4 separate regions of the Mus musculus genome follow, and all the other regions are linked to region 3. A link is a contact called in public HiChIP or PLAC-seq and Micro-C data. All regions are on one chromosome and are shown on one strand. The core of a region is the stretch at or near the end of the contact, and the rest is flanking DNA. Distances in the headings are between cores, read along the strand shown.

Region 1 (3,409 bases), core at 153-2,652, 550 kb before region 3:
TTTTTCTGGGGTATGTTTTTTTATGGTTATTATTGTTGTTGGTATATCTCCTAATCACAGTTAAACCTGAAGGAAGAAAGGAGCAAGAAAAAGAAGAGGGAGGGAGGGCCCAGCTCATAAATTAGACGGCAGTTTGGAGCGTACTGGCTCAGACCTAGCGCCAGGTTCCCTCTGGGGTGCAGCAGTAGTCAGAGGGGGCCCTCCAGAAGAGGCGGCTCTTGCCCCAAACAAAGAAAGTGGGGGTGGCAAAGAACCTGAGGATGTCTTCCGAGGCAAAGTGACATGTTGGCCTGGGATGGCACCATATGGCCTTCCAGGAGGCCCAAGGCCCCCACTACTCCCACTGCCACCCCCAGCTCTGGGGTAGAGTGAGAAGGCAGCCACCGACTCCCCTGAGGAGTGAGGCGAGGCCCTGCGGAGAGTCTGTGCCCCATCCTGGGGGAGGGCTGGCTGAGAGGCTGAGATGAGCTTCAGGTCCTGTGTGAGGCGGCCAGGGGTGAGGGGTGGTGTGCCCCTGCGCTGTGGGACCTGGGGAGGTGGAGGGCTGGATGCAGGTGGCAGGAGCAGGGAACCATGGGAGCCAGAGGCCCGGGGTGGGGCACTCGGGAAAGTTCTTGGGGGCCCCGGGCTGTGGCCCGGAGGACTGAGGCCTCCTCGGGGGGTAAAGGCTACAGGAGAAGCCCCTCCAGAGGCCCCTGCCATGAAGGATGGTCGCTCAGGCCGTGGGGGTGTCTCTGGTGTACTTGATGGACCAGCTGCCAGACCTAGGGACAACTCTCCAGGAGGCTGGCCCAGCTGCCCAGGGCTGGATGATGGTGACCTGGAGGAGGGTGGGGGCGGCAAGAAGTGCTCCAGGAGTCCCAGACCTCCTCGGGCCCCAGGCAGTGGGGGTGGTGGCTGGGCAGCCTGTGGAGAGCGAGCGCCTGGTTGCAGTGGGGTGAGCAGCGGGGAGTCAGAGGATGACAGGGAGCCACCCAGCGCCTTGTGAAAGTGGCCGAACCCAGTGGTGGAGGCGGCGGCGGCAGTGGAGGTGGAGGGTGTGGGGGCTGGTGGGGAACCGCAGGCTCCTGGAGGTGGGGAAGAGCTAGAGGAGGGCAGGAGAGGGCTCAATCCAGGAGGTGCAGAGAATCCAGCCAGCTGTTGGATGTGGAAGGAGGATGAAGACGGTGTGTCCACCTGTGAGGGGCTGCTGGCGGGTGAAGCAGAGCCCAGAGCTGAAGGGATCAAGGACTGCAGCCTCCTTGGGTGCCTCGGTGTCTGTCCAGCCCCAAGGTTGCCCAGCCCAGGTCCGGGAGGGGGCCGGAAGATGGCGGCGGGCAGGCGGGGGTGGTGTGTGAGGGCTATGGCCACCGAAGTAGTAGCAGCAGCAGCCTGCAGTGGCGCCTGGATCAGCGGGGTCCATATAACAGGCGTGGGGGTTGGGGTGGCTGAGGCGGCAGCCTGGACGCGGTGAGCACAGTGGGCCATCTCACGGTCATGCCGCACGATCTGCTGGATGATCTCGTTCTCTTGGTAGTTGAAGACGCCTGAGTTGAGGTCGTGCTGCACCTTGTGGAGGAGGATGGAGTTCTTCTTGCCTGAGCCATAGAACAAGAGCCAGACACTCAGGCCACGCCCAGGAAAGGAGACTTGGAGTCTGCATGCTTGCCGCCCTGCCCTCCCGCCTGCACATCCTGCTCCTCACCTATGCGGTCCAGGCGGTCCAGCGCAACCGTCTCGAAGGCCCTCCGCATCATGGGATACTCCTCCAGCACCTCATTGAAGTTGTCCACGCTCAGTGAGTAGAGGCGGCAATAAGTATCCGCTCTGACGCTGGCTGTGCGCCGACCCCGGGTCAGCAAGCAGATCTCTGTGAGCACAGCAGGGCTCAGGGTCAATCCGACAGGAAATTTCCAGGCCTCCCAGAGCTGCGTGATTCTGACCTTAGTCTCCACTGGTAGTTGGTACAATGAACTCACTAGGCTGCCTGATAGGTTGTAGTCATACTGGGTACCAGCAGCACCCCTATCAACTGGGTGTCTAGTTGTTTCTCTCTCTGGGGCCAACCCCTGGTCTCAAGGTGATCTGGAACTTAGAGGTGGGGCTTTGGGAGGTGATTCATACCTTTATAGAAGAGGCTAGAGAAGGGGCAAGTCAGATGGCTCAGCAGTATGGCACTTCCGGGCCAAGTCTGATAACGTGAGTTGGATACCCAGGACCCACATGGTAGGAGAGACTTGACTGCCCAAGTTGTGCCCTAACCTCTACACGGGCATGGTGGTATGTGGGAATAGGTAGGTATGGTTGGGTATATGCAGGCTCAGGCATACACGCAAATATAATAGAAGAAGCTAAGGAAACAACACAAGTGCTCTTCCTGCCATCTGAGACAACAAAACCACAACAGTCTACCACTAAGAGAACCCTCAATGGAACCTACCACACTTGCACCCTGGCCTGTGACTCCCAGCCTCCAGAGCTAAGAATCCAGTTTCTATGGTTTATAAGCCACCAGTCTTAAGTACTCTACTAAAGCAGACTGCACAGACAGACACCCCTATACTGGCCTCACAGATGCCCAGGCTGTGGCTATAAAGGGTCCCTCCAAGCTTCTGATCTTAGGGTATCCCTCTAGCTTAGCTCCCAGTCACCCATGTTCTCCTGGGGCCCCCTGGCTGTCTCACCTCCAAAATAGGAGCCATCAGCCAGCTTGGTCTCTTTGTTGCCCTTAGTGAGCACGCTGACCACGCCGTGCTGGATAAAGTACATCTTCTTGCCGATGGTGCCTTCGCGGATGATGTAATCCCCAGGCTGGAAGACCTCGAAACGCAACTTGGTCAGCATGGATGTCACAAAGTTGGGATCTGCGTTGGCAAACAGTGGCATGGATGCCACCAGCTTTCGGCAGTTAAAGTTGATGATCTCCTGCTCCACGTACAGCAAAGGTTGGGACACAAAGAAAGAAGAAGGTCAGGGAACTGTGTGCCAGCGAGGCCTGGCACCGCCACCACCCACCCAGGCTGTCTGCAGCTCACCTCTCGAAGTGGCTCACTCAGCTCACCCAGGATGCTTTCCTCATCAAACATCTTGCCTTGGTAGCGGTGTTCATAGTAGTCATGGATGCGCTGTCGGGTGTCAGGCGGGAGCTTGTGGAAGGACATGTACTGCTCCACCTGTTTATACTGAGACGGGGGAGAGAGACAGGAGTCACCTCCAGGCACCCCAGGCTGGTAGCCAGAGGCACACTCCAACCCTGGGGCTTTCTTAGCTAACTTGGGCTCAATGTAATGTAAGCACACGGTACCCAAAATAATGGCCCTGACTCCCAGCTCTGCGGGGTGATGGAGGTAGGGAGAAAAGGAAGGAGGCTTCCATCCATGGTTGGTCCTCACCATGCCCAAAACTATAAAGATGAGTGGGAACAGGGCTG
Region 2 (3,111 bases), core at 2-2,501, 550 kb after region 3:
GAGTCAGTTTGAGTTTGCAAAACATAATCACCCAGCTTTTTAACTCAACCGCTTTTACTTGGTTGGTGATGAAGATGCCGGGCCATTACGTCAGAACCAGAGGCAAAGCTCTCTAAAGGCAGTTTCATCACTGCAGGGGGGCCTAGGGAGCCACAGCACCTGGTGGGCGCGCATCCCGTACGGGGAGGGGACACCTGGGAAACCCTGGCTGTCCGCGTTGAGTCAGCAAGATCCTAAAGCTATGCCCCGCCCTGGCCGGCCGCCGCAGCCTCGCGGACCTCGCGTGGCGTGGGGCAATTAGGCGCGGCACCCGCCCGCTTGGCTGCGCGACGCGCGGGGGCGGGGACGCTGTCAAAGCGAGGCCCAACCAAAGGACCGCGACTTGTATTCTCTTCTGAAAAAAAAAAAAATAAGACCTCATGATCCTGCCACGACAAAGCGTTGGACAGTAGGTGGGAGGGGTCTAGACTGGGTGCCTCACGCCCGATGCCGCAGCGAAAGGACGGGCTGAGTGACTCGAGTGGCAGAGCGGGAGCGCGGCGCGGCTCGGGGCTTTTGTGTGGCGCGGGTTTCCTAGCAAGACTGACAGCAAGACGCTCTGAGGTGTTCAAGGGAAGGGGACGATTTCTCCGTCAGACCCCACCGCCGAGGCTCGCGGGGATCTTCCCGGAGACTGCTCGCTCGAGCCAGCTGGGGCGTGGCACCAGGACTTTCAAAAAACCCGCACAAGCCGAGAGCAGAATGTGTCGTTTGCTTCTTGCGCGCAAGCGGAGTCGCGCCCGCCTTCCTCTGCCCGGGCGCACCGACCGCCTTCGTCTCTAGCGCCCTCCCGGGCCCCGGGAGAACAATGCCGGTCCTCTCCGCGCGCAGGAAGAGGCTGGCGAGCACAGCTGGGCCGCGGCGGGGAAGCGGCCCCAGCCTGGCAGTCCGGTGGGTTCCTCCTTTAGGCCCAGAGCCGTCCTCAGACCGTGGTCGCGCACCGATGCGGCCTCGGGGGCCTACGTGCAGCACCACACGGAGAGGGGCAGGCCGCGGCCCGAGGCTGCTCCCGGGACCTCCGGGAAGAGACCTCCACCGATGTCGCCCGGACCCTGGCGGGGCAGGCCAGTCCCCCAGAGTCTGCGAGTTCGGGGCTAGAGCGGTCAGGCCTCTGGGCCGGGTCGAGCCCGGGCCGCCGACGGCTGCGTCACGCGAGGGGGCGGTGCTGCCACGGGCGGAGGCCAGAGCCGGAAGCGGAAGAGGCGCTCGGAGTGGGGAGTGGGGCCTAGCCGCAGCCGGAGCCTGGGAGACGGTGAGTGTGGGCCCGAGCCCGTGGCCGGGCAGCTGGGGTGAGTCGGTGGGGACGGCCACGCCGGTACGGGTACCGTGCCACCCGGTCGGGTCTCGGCTTGGACCTATTTCCCTCTTCGGCCCACGTCAGGCCGCGGTCCCGACCTCTCACCCCTGACCCGCCGCTTCTCTCCCTGAGGGCGGTCACTGCAGACCCCTTTTCTGGTTCCCGCGGTGTTGGAGGCGGAGCTCCAGCGGCCTCGGAGCCGGCTGGGAGGCTTCCCTTTGGGTCCCGCGCCGGCCCGCTGGCTGGGTCGCGTCCGACCTAGGCTATCCTGGAAAGGCTTTCCCTGCCCCGAGCTCGAGGCTTAGCCCGCAGATCTCCTTCGCGCGCCGCCTGGAGTTTGATTCTGGCCCAGGCTGGCCATCCCTTTGGTCGCCGGGTCTTCCCTTGGCGGTTACGGGGAACGGGGCTCTGAGATCCCTGGGATTCGGGCAGAAGGAAGGGACTCGAGTGCGGGCCGCCGGCCCCCTCCGTGTTTTGTTATGATGGAACCGCTCCATCCCGGAGAATGGGCCAGACCAAGCCAGGAGTACAAATGTCCAGGCTGCTCCTCGGTCCGGTCGGGAGCCTCTATGCTTTAGTTCCGGGTGCGGGTGCCCTGATGCTTGGGTGGGAATTGCCAGAGTCTAGCCCCCATCAAGGCGGAGTTGGCGGCCTTCCAGTTTCCCTCCTCCGTGCCCTTGAAAAGGAGGAGCGTTTTTGCCCGGTGGCAGCCGCAGATTGCGAGGTGGCAGGTTTGAGGTTGCAGTGGTGGGGCACTGCCAGCCAAAAATAACCATGGGTCGCTTGGGTGGCAGGAATCCGGGAGGGCAGCCGCTGACCTGGCTGGCTGCTCTTCTTGTTAGCCCGGTTCTCTAGCCAGGAACAGCAAATGAGAAGCCAGAGAGGCCTGTGCTCATAGAAAAATTGGCATCCAGTAACTTGGTCTCATTGGTCACATTGCCTTTTTCTTCATTGTTCAGAGCAGAGCCTCCCAAAGCATAATTGTGGCCTTTACGTTTTAAAAAGCTTCTTTGCCGAGGACTCATGGAATCGGAGAATTTGTGAGAAATAGGCTCAAACGACCTGGCTGGGAGGAGGACATGGGCCACCTGGTAGCTCCCATTTTTCACCTGCCTGGGATGCGTTGCAAGGGAGATTATCTCCATTACTGCCTATGTGTGGTACTTCATGGCCAAAATATTGGGCCATCTTTGCCAGTATGAGAGGTGTTATCTTCATTTTTCAGGCATGACAATTTAGGTCTAGAGTGACTTGTATAAGGCCACAGGGCCAGTAAGTGGCAACACTGGGATCGAGTTCAAGGTTTCCTGCCAAAACTTCCTACCCGGTCCCTTGGAAGGAATTATAAATTAAGGCATTCAACATAGCCCTGAGTGTTAGCCGGAACCTTCTCAGTGCTAATGAAAGGCTGTCTTTAGTACTTCTTGTGGCCCAAACCTGTGCTAGGCTTTTGACTTTATAGGGCAGACATTTAATTCCTATGGAGCCTGTAAGAGATTATTGTTCCCTTGTTTCAAGAGGAGGCTGAAGCTTAAAGTGGTTTAATAACTTGCCTAAAGGCAACAGTGAAGTGGTATTGCTGTGGAGCAGGTTGGCATTCGACTCTGAGGCTGTGACTTTCCACTCAAGTAGACATATGTGGTCATAGAAATCCACTTAGGTCCCAGAAGGAAAATTTTGGTCTGCTGTAGATTAGACCGCATTACAACATCCTCCAGATAGGATGCTTAGGGTGCTCTGTCTGCCTGGTGAGGATGGGCAGGACCACTTTGCCT
Region 3 (3,215 bases), core at 139-2,638:
CTTTAATCCTAGCACTTGGGAGGCAGAGGCAGGTGGATTTCTGAGTTCAAGGCCAGCCTGGTCTACAAAGTGAGTTCCAGGACAGCCAGGGCTACAGAGAAACCCTGTCTCGGGGGGGGGGGGGGGGAAGATATCCAGTGTCCCAAGACACATATGTGAAGTATCAGTCCTGAAACCCACAGTTTGGTGGGTTGATAGATGCTTCCTGGTAAGGATGGAGGGCAGAGGGGTCCTGGTTCCCAAAGAGCATCATTCTGGCTGTTTCCTCCTTAAACGGGGCCCAGGAGTTTACAAAACAGAGTCATCCAGCATTGAGGACAGATCCTTCCTGTCTTGTTTATAAGTCTCAGGGGGTAATCTTTGCCCTCCAGCTCCCAAGGCCAAACAGAAGACAGCCTAGGGGAAGCCTGGAGAACAGCATTTAGAGGGTAACCTCTTAGGTACCAAGTAAAAGTTAAAATTTACCTTTCTTCTTAGCCCTGACATCCCCGGAGGGAACAGAGAATCGGCCAGAACAGATGGAGTTCTGTGGAATAATCCCCCAGTGATCAATGTGTCCACTAACTCAGAGTTGGGAAGGAGCATGCGATTCCCAGGCCACGGCTCTCCCAAGGCCTCCCTCTCTCTGCTTTATGTTAAAGGTTCCCCTTGCCTCACAATGGCATATCTCATATCCAAGGCTGCCACCGGCTGGGTTCTTCTTATTCATGTTTAGACTCCGATTATTTCTGGCTATCAACTCAGGAAGCACAGGGCAGAAGCCACTGGAGGGGGTGGGGGGTACGTGATGTCAGCATCTGCCCTGAGCTCCCAAGTCCCCTTCAGCAGAGAGACATACCTATCCTAGTTCCCAAGCCTGTAGACTGAGACCTGGTAGAAGAGCTGAAGGTTCAGTGTCTTTGTACTCAGGACCAAACGCCCAATGTCTTCAGGATGCAGAATTACAGGGTGGCCCCAGCCAGAGGTGGGCATCTCCCCAGGGAGTCTCACCAACCAGGATGTCTCTTAGCACTAGCTTTGGAGAAGGGAGAAGGCACCCCAAGAACCCTAGGAAGAGGTGAAGTCAACGAAGAAAGTGGAATTAAAAAAAAAAAAAACCTGTGTCCAGGACTGAGTGGAACCAGCAGGGTAGTGCCCACATCTTAATCCTGCTATGTTTGCCAGAAACCCCACTTACCAGGCCTGAGTCCCCAGGGGCCCCCTCCTCCGCCCTACCTCATTCCCTTCCTCCCAGGCAGGTCTGTGGCTTGGCTGGAAGCTACAGGACTAAGGGAGCACTGATCTGTGGGACAGGCCACATAGCTAAAACCCGGCGGGCCGTAGGGCCCCGCGGAGGAGGCCCCAGCAGGCGGACCAGGTTTCTGAAACCTCCAGACACTTTCAGCCTGTTGCTTATTCATTCAGAGTGGGAAAGCGCCAGCCTAGCGAGCAGCCAGCCAGTGTGGGGCTGGCCATGTAAGGGCCCCAGGAGGTCCTGCCCGTCCCGTGCCCTACGGAAAGCCTCGTGCAGCCCTGGGCACCGCCCCTGCCCTGCCCTGACCCCTTGGCCTCGAAATGCTGTCATCGGAGGAGCCGTCCCGCTCGGGACAAGGCCAGGATGGACAAAGCTAGAGCTTGGGCAGGCGAAGAGCCATCCTGTCCTCGAGGCCGTGGGAAGAGAAGCACGCACCGAGGCCCACTCTCTGCCCACCCGGCCTCTGCAGAAGGGCCACTATGGCTCTGGCCGGAGCCGGCAGCCAGCTGAGGACCCTGGTGTGGAGTGCCTGCCTGTGCGTCCTGGTGCACGGGCAGCAAGCGCAGCCAGGACAGGGCTCGGACCCAGGACGCTGGCGGCAGCTGATCCAGTGGGAGAACAACGGGCAGGTGTACAGCTTGCTCAACTCGGGCTCTGAGTACGTGCCCGCGGGGCCCCAACGAGGGGAGACTAGCTCCAGGGTTCTACTGGCAGGCGCGCCCCAAACGTCGCAGCGGCGCAGTCAGGGGGGACCCCGGCGTCGGCAGGCGCCGTCCCTGCCCCTGCCCGGACGCGTGGGTTCGGACACTGTGCGCGGCCAAACGCGGCACCCGTTCGGCTTCGGCCAGGTGCCCGACAACTGGAGAGAGGTGGCCGTCGGGGACAGTACCGGCATGGCTCGGGCCCGCACCTCCGTCTCCCAGCAACGGCACGGGGGCTCCGCCTCCTCCTCGGTTTCGGCCTCGGCCTTCGCCACCACCTATCGCCAGCCATCCTCCTACCCGCAGCAGTTCCCCTATCCGCAGGCGCCCTTCGTAAACCAGTATGAGAACTACGATCCCGCGTCACGGACCTACGAACAGGGCTACGTGTACTACCGTGGTGCGGGCGGCGGCATGGGCGCGGGGGCAGCGGCTGTAGCCTCGGCTGGGGTCATCTATCCCTTCCAGCCCCGGGCGCGTTACGAGGACTACGGAGGTGGAGGAGGCGAGGAGCAGCCCGAGTACCCGGCCCAGGGCTTTTACCCAGCCCCAGAGAGGCCCTATGTGCCCCAGCCCCAACCCCAGCCCCAGCCCCAGCCGCAGCCTCAGCCCCAACCTTCCGACGGCCTTGACCGTCGTTACTCGCACAGCCTGTACAATGAAGGCACCCCGGGATTCGAGCAGGCCTACCCTGATCCCAGCACCGACGTGTCGCAGGCCCCCGCGGGGGCCGGTGGCACCTACGGTGGCGCTGGCGATCCTCGCCTCGGCTGGTACCCGCCCTATGCAGCCAATGTGCCACCGGAGGCCTACGTCCCTCCGCGTGCGGTGGAGCCACAGCCCCCATTCCGCGTGCTGGAGCCACCTTACTTGCCCGTGCGAAGCTCTGATGCGCCCTCCCAGGGTGGGGAGCGGAACGGCGCCCAGCAGGGCCGTCTCAGCGTGGGTAGTGTGTACCGACCCAACCAGAATGGTCGCGGTGAGTACAATCCACGAGCGCCTTGGCTCGACATTTTGGCCACTGGTGAATTGCTGGTGCGGACCCTGTTTGTTTCTTATCAAAGGCCTTCCAGTGGTGGCTTAACAAGGACCATGCAGCCCCTGCGTGCCTCTCCTCCTGAATCCAACTATTATCCATCTGGGTCAAAGGCCTATCTGGTAGGCCTGTGTTTTGACTCTGGCTTGGGGAGAATAGTGGAAGGACTAGCCAAGTTTTAAGTACTTTGCAGATCTAGCTGGGGTCATCTAGGGACGAGTGGGGAAAGTCTTGCTCCCTTGCT
Region 4 (2,946 bases), core at 15-2,514, 620 kb after region 3:
TTAGGGCTATAAGAAAACCACTGACTGGAGTCAGGAAAACTAGGAATGGATTTGAGCTTAGTTTTGACTAAGAGGACACTTTCTCTTTAGATTTATTCTAGAAAAAGTAAGCAAATTTAACATCTGCTCCAAGGCTCTGCCCAGTCAGGAGAGTCACATTGCAGTGAAGTACAGTCCAGGTCATCCTGGACAAGTCATATTAACACTGAGACTTCAGTTACATAACTGGGAGAGAGGGTAAGACAAGCTTGCCCAATTCATCTGGGAGGGAGGCACTGGCCCATACCTTTAACCCCAGCACTTAGGAGACAGAGGCAGGAGGAACTCTTGAGTTTGAGGCCAGCCTGGTCTACAGAGTGAGTTCCAGGACAGCCAGGGCTACACAGAGAAACCCTGTCTCAAAAAAACAAAACAAGCCAACAAGAAAGATTGCTTAATTCAGAGGGTACAGATCCTAGGAAGAGAAGATCTGAAGCACATACGATAGGAAGATGTACAATTCCCAAATACTACAGTCAGCTTGAAGCAGAGGGGCTTCCTGGAGGGGCTGAAAACACACTTCATAATTGGTGTCCCTAAGGAACCCTAACCTTTGGAAGGTGGAAGGGCCGAGGGAAATGTAACTGGTGTTTCCAGTTCCCTGAAGCTCTCAGTTTATGGAGCTGATGGTATCCCAGCAAGGATAGAAGAGACAGTCAGTGGGGTAGGGAGCCTCTCTAGCCTAGGTCAGAAACAGCTCTGACATGCTGCCCTTTGGGAGGGTAGAGGCTATTGGGGGTAGTTTTTAAATAAGACAGAGAACACCAGAAAAGCTCAGTGCATCTTCACTGTCCACCCTACACATCCAGAGAGGAGCCCTCACCCCCACTGGCAGTCCTGAGGAAGGGGCTAAAGGTGCAGGGAAGACGCCCTAGGAGGTCAGTGAGGAGGGGGAGGGGCCTGAAGTGGAAGGGTATCTCATTTCTATCTAAATAGCTGATACCTCTGGCCTCAGTTTCTCCCTTAAGGAATTTACCTGGTCACTAAATAAATAAATAAATAAATAAATAAAAGTGTAGTTCCCTGTTTTGAAGGAGCTACCCAGTAACTCTTCACCAAAAATTTCCTTTTCTTGGGAGGGAGGGAGGGAGGGAGGGAGGGAGGGAGGGGCAATCCAGGAGCCCCCCCAAGCACTCACCTTGGGCTGTAAGGAGGGACTGAAGTGAAGAGTGTTCTCTAGGACCCTAGGGAGGATCGGGGAAGCTCCAAGAACTACCACCTTCAGGGTTAGGGTGAAGGCACCACCACCTTTATAGGACTCTGTGTCTGTTGGCCACGCCTCCTTATCTGAGCCCAGTGGTGGGACCGAGGGAGGGACAGCCTTAGGGAGTGCTCTAGGCAGGGGGGAGGGGGGAGATAGGCAAGAAGCCATACCGGATACCTGATGTAGGTACAGGCACAAAAAAACATAAGAAAAGAAAAAGAATAAAGGTTGGGGTCACCACCCCCCACACTTTCAAGGTGCTCCATGGACAGTGCATAATCCCACTGAGGGAGGGGTTTGAGGAAAAATTCTGGGGTAACCTAAAAAGTAAGTACTGGGGCCTCCATTCCGGGTCATAGGGATTCCTTTTCACTATTTTTGCACCCCTGAAACATTCAGTGTGTAAGATCCTCTTGCCTACTACAAGCCAATGGGTGCCCGGGAAAGGCTGGTAGAGGGAGAACAGCTGGGTGGTGACTTTGCTTCCCTGGATTACTGAGTCCAAGCTCGCGTGAGAAGCGCAACGACCCCAGCCCAGAGGTCACAGGACAGGAAGGCCAGTGGCGCCATTGGACTGACTCTGTGCCCCACAAATTGGGTATCGGCCGAAGTTCGCGCTGCTTCATCTAGAGGGTGGGGATGGATGGCAGGCTTGCAGATCTCACCTCTAAGGGTCACCTTAGGCAAGCTGCAAGCCCGGGAGTCCCCGCTTGCAGCTCCCTGTAGGCTCCCGGGGCTTGCTAGTGTTGTGCATACATACTGAAGCAGGCAACACAGAGAAGTCGGGCGGCGGGTGCAGAGCTATCTAAGTATGGTGGAGGAAAGGGTGGAGGAAGGATCCACGCGAGACAGCAGGAGGGGGTCTGGGGCTACAAAGGGTGATGCTTGGCACGCACACAGGTTCCTGAGGCTAGCGTGCGTAAGCCTGCTCCATCCTCTGGGGGCAGAGGTCGGGCTGCCTGTCTCCGCCCCACCTGGCTGGGGACAAGGTGCCCCGGAGTTGCGTGAGAAGAGCCTGGAGGCCCGCGCAGCCACCCAGCTACCCAACTCACAACCGGGCGCGGGTCCCAGTGCTGTCACGCTAGCTGGGGGAGGGGAACCGTGGGTGAGGCTCTTAAAGGGCCAGCTCTCCTGGGGCGTTGGGGTGGGGTTTAAGAGATAGAAATAGTCTATGCTTTGCAAGGGCGCGACAAGACAGCGCCAGCGGTGCAAAGGGCCGGGTTTGCGTGCGATGCTCGGCTTCTGCCTGAGAGCAAAGGCCTGAACAGCGTGTGTCCACATTTTTAGTGGCAGGACACGCAGCACCACCCGGCACGCCTAGCTGGCTGTTTTGCAGGTGCTCTCTGGCCCTGAAGGGTGCTCCCAGAGTGAGATTAGTGTAAGAAGAACATCTGAACTTGGCGTGTCTAACTCAACCTGTTCCTAACTAACACCTTCACCTGCCCTCCCCTGTGAGCTCCCGAGCCCAGAAAGAACATTGATATCTGCTCTGTGACCAAGACCAGGAAAAAAAAACAACACTTCATCCACCCCCTCACCTCCCACTCTAGTTACATGCCGCCCTCATGCATTGTGCAAATATTCGCCAAGCTCCTACTATGCTGGATGCTGGTGATTGATGCAGAGGTGAAAAGGATTAACAATACTCCTTTGACGAAGCTTACCCGCTGCTATGGGGGAAACAGGTGATAAGTAACAAAACA

The links. A called contact is a pair of places that touch in the nucleus more often than the background predicts. HiChIP or PLAC-seq counts read pairs in DNA pulled down with a chosen protein or histone mark.
Region 1: a contact with region 3 is called in an H3K4me3 HiChIP or PLAC-seq map of embryonic midbrain, with 4 times the contacts expected there. The contact joins the enhancer-like site here to the promoter of Loxl1 in region 3. A contact is called at or near these places in 1 of 484 Hi-C or Micro-C datasets (bone marrow-derived macrophages), 3 of 115 datasets of contacts at active chromatin or transcription factors (embryonic midbrain, embryonic stem cells and neural tube) and 1 of 9 other capture datasets (embryonic stem cells).
Region 2: a contact with region 3 is called in a Micro-C map of embryonic stem cells, with 5 times the contacts expected there. The contact joins the promoter of Clk3 here to the promoter of Loxl1 in region 3. A contact is called at or near these places in 2 of 484 Hi-C or Micro-C datasets (both in embryonic stem cells).
Region 4: a contact with region 3 is called in an HNF4G HiChIP or PLAC-seq map of pancreatic cancer cells. The contact joins the promoter of Cyp1a1 here to the promoter of Loxl1 in region 3. A contact is called at or near these places in 1 of 115 datasets of contacts at active chromatin or transcription factors (pancreatic cancer cells) and 1 of 9 other capture datasets (liver).

The regions. Positions count from the first base shown.
Region 1 is chr9:58,857,469-58,860,877 of GRCm38.p6, reverse strand. It overlaps Hcn4 (hyperpolarization-activated, cyclic nucleotide-gated K+ 4), which reads right to left. Exons shown (of 8, transcript NM_001081192.3): 5 at 3,015-3,161; 6 at 2,664-2,904; 7 at 1,685-1,849; 8 at 1-1,577. The coding sequence ends at 115. Among named protein-coding and RNA genes, the nearest start is that of Hcn4, 36 kb to the right of the region's middle. Within about 2 kb of position 1,402, at least 10 of the 459 cell types and tissues checked have an H3K27ac peak or open chromatin away from gene starts, as enhancers often do.
Region 2 is chr9:57,763,254-57,766,364 of GRCm38.p6, reverse strand. It overlaps Clk3 (CDC-like kinase 3), which reads left to right and starts at 1,251. Exons shown (of 13, transcript NM_007713.5): 1 at 1,251-1,291.
Region 3 is chr9:58,311,385-58,314,599 of GRCm38.p6, reverse strand. Loxl1 (lysyl oxidase-like 1) reads left to right here and starts at 1,388. Exons shown (of 7, transcript NM_010729.3): 1 at 1,388-2,914. The coding sequence starts at 1,714.
Region 4 is chr9:57,695,931-57,698,876 of GRCm38.p6, reverse strand. Cyp1a1 (cytochrome P450, family 1, subfamily a, polypeptide 1) reads right to left here and starts at 1,264. Exons shown (of 7, transcript NM_001136059.2): 1 at 1,178-1,264. RefSeq lists enhancers at 1,744-1,764, 2,128-2,146, 2,239-2,257, 2,315-2,334, 2,049-2,405 and 1 more and a promoter at 1,204-2,905.